2 separate regions of the Salvelinus alpinus genome follow, and region 1 is linked to region 2. Evidence: chromatin contacts called from public Hi-C data. All regions are on one chromosome and are shown on one strand. Each heading gives the region's core, a stretch centred on a gene start, on an enhancer-like site or on the middle of the called end of the contact. The rest is flanking DNA. Distances are from core to core; before and after follow the strand shown.

Region 1 (2,867 bases), core at 125-2,624, 240 kb after region 2:
CAAGATCTGATGTGATTGGTCAAAAGACCAATTTGTGCAACAATAAAACATCTGAATTGGGCTGCAGTTGTAAACGCAGACAAAGTTGGAAATCAACATAGCCACAGTGATTGAAACTCTTTACCCGCTAATTCAATGGGTACTGGTAATTCCCTGAACATTGATAAATGTCACTGTTGCTAGAGAAACATTACCAGAAACCGTAGGACATGATCAGAGACCAGATAGGACATTTTAAAGGACTCTAGGGCTGCAAAAAAAGAGGAAGGGAAGCGCTGCTAAAGTACACAACAGTAGGTTTTGCATTCTGGGAAATGTAGTATTTTCCCCATATTGAACAACATTTTTATTTTCATATTAACTAAATATAATAACTTAGAATATTCACATACAAGTTTTGTTTTCCTTGATCATTTATTTTAAGAGTTTGTCCTCTAAATCAATTTCAACAATATTTTATATGCATGTATATAACGACATGTTTGATGTTTTATGTACAGGATGTATATTTGTATAGACCACACCTAATGTGGAACAGAAAAAGGCATCGAATTTAATTAAAATTCGAATTGCAATTCTGTATCCTTTTCACTACTTCAATTCAAATTAAATTCTAATGCAAGACCTGAATTGGAATTTATGAGGCATTCTCAATTCCATTCTGAATCGAGCCCAACCTTGGGTTAGAAGAAGAAGAAACCTTTATTGTCCATGATCTGTCAGAAAGTGTAAATATTATTTTCCTTTTTGACTCAACCCCCCAAAACACACACACACACACACACACCACTGAGGGGTTTGGAAGCTCATTGTCAGCAGCAGTGTGGCTCCCCGGCATAGAGTGCGTTTAGACAGGCAACCCACACCAGATCTGATTGGACAAAATACCAATTAGTGAAAAAAAATATCAGAACTAGGCTGCCTGCCTAACGCAGCCATGTAGAACAGTTAGGGGTGCCTTGCTCAAGGGCACAACGGCAAGGGCACAATAGCCCGGCTATTGTGAAACATTTGAGCGTTAGACAGTATATGGCATCTTCAATTCCTAGACAGTGGAATCAATACTTTCACCAAAGAAGTTCCTGTATACTCTGCTTCTTGTTTTCCAAGTTTGCTTCTACCCATACTTGTGTTTTTGAGGCTTTGGAGGAATTATGTCTCTTTTCCCGCCCCTTAGTGACGACATACAAATTACGTTTTTTGGTTATTGGGGTGTATTCATTACGACAATTGTGTTGCAAAACGTTTCTTAAACGGAAATACACTGAACGAAATGGGGGCGGGACCTACCTGAATTAGTCCAATAGAAACTCTCGTTTGCTCTGTTTGCTTACTTTTGGTTCTTAAACGGTAAACGGTTTCCGTATGAATTAGCCACCATGGAGTGGAGTTTAGTCCGCTAGTAATGAATACGCCCCTGGTATTTTGAGATTTTTAATGATAGCTGTGATAGCGCAAGATGCAAATCCCCATGCATAATTGGTAGAGTAAAACTGCAAAACACACTTGGAATAAGGTAGCTAAATCAGCATCCCTGCTAGTAACAGTGTCGGACAATGTTGGCTACAAACTAACAACAACCTTTTTCATTGCACACACATTCAGCAAGGTGTACTACTGTGTAGTTGGCAGGCTAGCTAGCTAAGCTGTCCGTGTTGTCAGAAGCCAAGCAGGACTAACTTACTTTGAAGGCATACAGACTCGACTAAGGGCGTTTCATATTAGATAAGGTAAGAGACATTTTTTACATTAAGTAAAAAAAAAAACATTTTACATTGAGTTCACTAAGCCTTACATAAGAAGGGGAGGCACGCGTGCCTGGCCAATGTTAACAAGTCGAAGCTAGACATTTGTCAGGAAGTAACGTTACAAGCTAACTGTGCTAGGTAGCTAACGCCGTTAGCCATGGACTAGGCTAACGTTAGCGAGGTGATGTTGCACCTGTCTGGATGGAGGAAGACCGATGAGTCATTCAATCATTTTATCTGATGAAAAGCTTTTTGAATTCCCCATTCAACTGAAAAATGCTAGCTAGCTAACCATAAGAAGATTTAGATAAGTATGTCATCCAACCCCAATGTTGATGTGATTTAGAACTATAAACGTCCTTTTCCGTTGCCCGAGTGAATGTTGATTGTAACGTCGTTAATATTATTTCACTGTCTGTGTCAGCTTGTCATCATTGCATGTTGTAGAAACTAGTTTACTAATGGGAAGTATCTATCCCAATGTTACTCTTATTATTCACAGACTAATAATCCTGAACAGAATACGTTTCCAGGACACAGTCAGAGAACTGGTTCACTATCAGAAGTCTATTCAATACATCTTCCTTGAACCCCATTGCAGTCTAGCCTAGTATATATGTGTGTGTGTGTGTGTGGTCCACACAGAAAGGAAAACAACATCAATCTGTAGCTACAATCCAACCTGGAGACCTTGCCCTTGCATTTCAAGGTTGCACTTGTTTTGGATTGGGCATCATCTGACTATCCTGGGCTGATTGTAGCATCCTGGTCGTGCTGTGACTGACAGTTTGTTCCCATGACAGATGTCCAGTCTGAGGGTGATGGAAGGTTGCATGGTGGTGTGTGTGTGCCCAGGCAGATAAACAGTGTGTCACAAATAGCCCTATACACTACTTCTGACCAAAGTCTGATGGCACTGTATAGGGAATAAGGTGCCATTTGGGACACAGCCAGTGTCATCCAGACCTGTTTGTCTGTTTATTGAACAGACTAGCAGGTGTGGGTGGAGCAACGACGAGATGAAGTAGTCACTGACATTTGAGTGGGATACTGTTATTTTATTGTTCCTCTTTTTAAATCTTTTTTTTCTTCTAAATTTTTAGTAAATACTTTATGAAC
Region 2 (2,700 bases), core at 154-2,653:
TACCAAGCCAGCGCTTTTCCGACCGCACAGGCCTGTTGTGAGGCCTGCACAGCATGTGAGTTTCGCGCACTGTCCTGGACAATGCGCCGCACTCCAGATCTCTTTCGCAGGAGGCCCGAAGCAAGATAGTACCACGCCTACAGTATTCTTCTCTCGCATACATCGACAAACAGAGTTGCGCAGCAAGCCAGTAAACTAGCAATGGCAAACCAAGCTCTGGCTGTGTGCAGAAGACAGATTTATTTCTGAGATGTTTAGCATTAAGCGCATCATTTCAGCTGCTAGCTTTTGGCGGAATCATACTGATGCTAACTGCCCAGCTATAAACTAATATATAGCAATCCGTCTATGAGCGTACAACATTTAAATCCATATTTTTCCTCTCTAGCCATGAAAAGTTGTTTGCTAACCTAGCTAGTTGCTAGCTGATGTTCTAGCTAAACAGTAAACTGAACTCAAGACCACTAACTAGCTAGCACACTGGCCTTGAAAGAGGAAAAAGCAACTAACCTTAAGCCACGTGAAACAATATTTCGCTAACAATAGCAAGTTATGGACGTTTAACAAAATATTTTCCACTTGTGGCAAATATTTACCCAGTTATCCTTTATTTTTTCATATGTGGACAACTGAATGACCTAGTTAGCTTACTAGCTAGCTTAACAGTCACATTTTAGCAAACAAACTAGCTAGGTACTGTAGCTTAGCTGACAAGCTAGCTAATCTAACAAACCAGGTCATGGGGAAAGTGTTAGGTAGGTTTTTACATAAAACTTGTAGCCAATTGTGATTGTACCATTGTTTCTAACAGTGCTCTAATCAATATATGCAAATTCCCATGACCTCAAACACATTCACATACTCATCACGTTTTATAATCACCCTTTTCCCGCACTCCCAAGCTAGCTCCCTCGTTGCTAATAGCTAACAAGAGTGTTTATCAGTCGCTTACTTCCCAAAATCTAGCTAGGTGACAGGCTCCTTGCTTTCTATGGAGGTATTTAACTAAACTAAGCAATAATACCCATATAAATCCCTAAAAAATGTACTAAATCGGGGTTTGTTTAGTAATTTAGGCTACCTTGAAGCTACGGCGAACTGCCAGTCTGATTCTGCCGTCCGACTTCAGTGGTCCTTTTTTCTTATTTTCTTTGGCTAGCGAACTAGCAGCTAAAGATAGCTTGCTAGCTAGCTCCCGGGCCGGGGAGAGCAGCCCCAACTGATCTTACTAGAATTCGAGCCAAGTTTCTTGATTTCTTCCTCCAGAAGTGTAAAATATGTTTCACTTTTAATTTTCCGTTTTGAATTCGAAACAATATATGATTAATTTACAGCGATTGTAGATAACATTTCAGCTGCGGGTCCTACTACAGCCGGTCTCCGCCATGACGCCGTCGAGTTCACTCTGTAACATTAGCGATGTTGAGTGTGGAAACCCCGGGTAGTGACGTAACGACGATGTTTTGCAGTCTCCTACAACTGCAAACTACAACAAACGAAAGGTGACAGTAGTCGGCCTATTATGTGAAATATAGTTGTAATTATAAAACAGAGGTAGGTAGTAGTCCACATGAGAATTAAATAGCATTGGGTTGAGTGCTGGTTAGATTGACACCCTTCACTGCAATGCTTGCTTCAACCAAGCATTAACCTGCTTCAAATAATTTAATCACAATTTATCTATTTGGACAAATACTTAAAATTACCCTCTACATCTCTTATAATGGTCCTCATCACCACATTCTTATGTAGATGATGAAACTGTTTCTAGAACTCCCTCTGCCAGAGGAGAAATATATTCTTGGGTAAATCAAGCCTCCTGAATCTCAATATAAAGGACAAATGCAAACTAACAATTTAACAGTATAAAGTAAAATTTTCAACATATTGAATGGTTATGGAATTGAAATGAGTGCAGATTTCAACAGGTTATGGTCAGGGATATCTAGCAGAATAACATGAGATCGGTGGTCAAAATTCAACTGTGGTGGTTATTAGGGGGGGGGGGGGGGGGGTTGCCAGGGACCTCACGTTACTATATTATCACGATACTTCGTTGCAGATACGATATGTTTTGTGATTCTCACGATTCTATATGTATTGCGATTCAATACGGTGATTCTATGGTCCAAACATATTGCTCACCATGTCTGCTGCAGAGGGACAAGAGAGTGCCATGATAAAACAAGTTTTGATCAGCCATGGAAATAAAAGTGCTGAAAACAAATTGACTCCTTATTTAAAAAGAAGATGGAGAACAAGCTATGAAGGAAAAATACTGGAGTTTTGGTCTTAGGTACCAACTAGTGCAAAATTAGTCTTGGGATATTGTCAAAGCGATACGATATATCGTCAAAAATAATATCACGATATGTAACTGTATTGAAACCCCCCCTGCTCCCATCACTAGTGGTAATACAACTGGTGTGCTTTTATACGGACCTAAAGGACCAAAAGGCTCGGCCCAATGGCTGTCAAACCTAATTTAGGTCTGGCGGTAACTAAAACGATAGAGGAAAATGAACGAACAAAGATGATCTGTGGGGCATATTATTTTGGGGCCTCCATCCACTATTGTTATTCAGACAACAGGTCACGTGACATGACCTAGATTTCTTAGTGCTCCCTCAGCTCCCCTTTAGTTGGATGTCTGTAGCGGCTTTTGTGTATTGCCCTCTGGGGGAATCTTTAGAAAGTCCA

What was found. Hi-C and Micro-C count contacts between places; a contact is called where the count stands out from the background.
Region 1: a Hi-C map of muscle shows a contact between it and region 2, with 3 times the contacts expected there. The contact joins the promoter of ppip5k2 here to the promoter of chd1 in region 2. A contact is called at or near these places in 2 of 3 Hi-C or Micro-C datasets (muscle and red muscle).

What each region holds. Positions count from the first base shown.
Region 1 is chr18:42,747,351-42,750,217 of SLU_Salpinus.1, forward strand. It overlaps ppip5k2 (diphosphoinositol pentakisphosphate kinase 2), which reads left to right and starts at 1,375. Exons shown (of 31, transcript XM_071351384.1): 1 at 1,375-1,730.
Region 2 is chr18:42,508,599-42,511,298 of SLU_Salpinus.1, forward strand. It overlaps chd1 (chromodomain helicase DNA binding protein 1), which reads right to left and starts at 1,404. Exons shown (of 37, transcript XM_071351928.1): 1 at 1,082-1,404.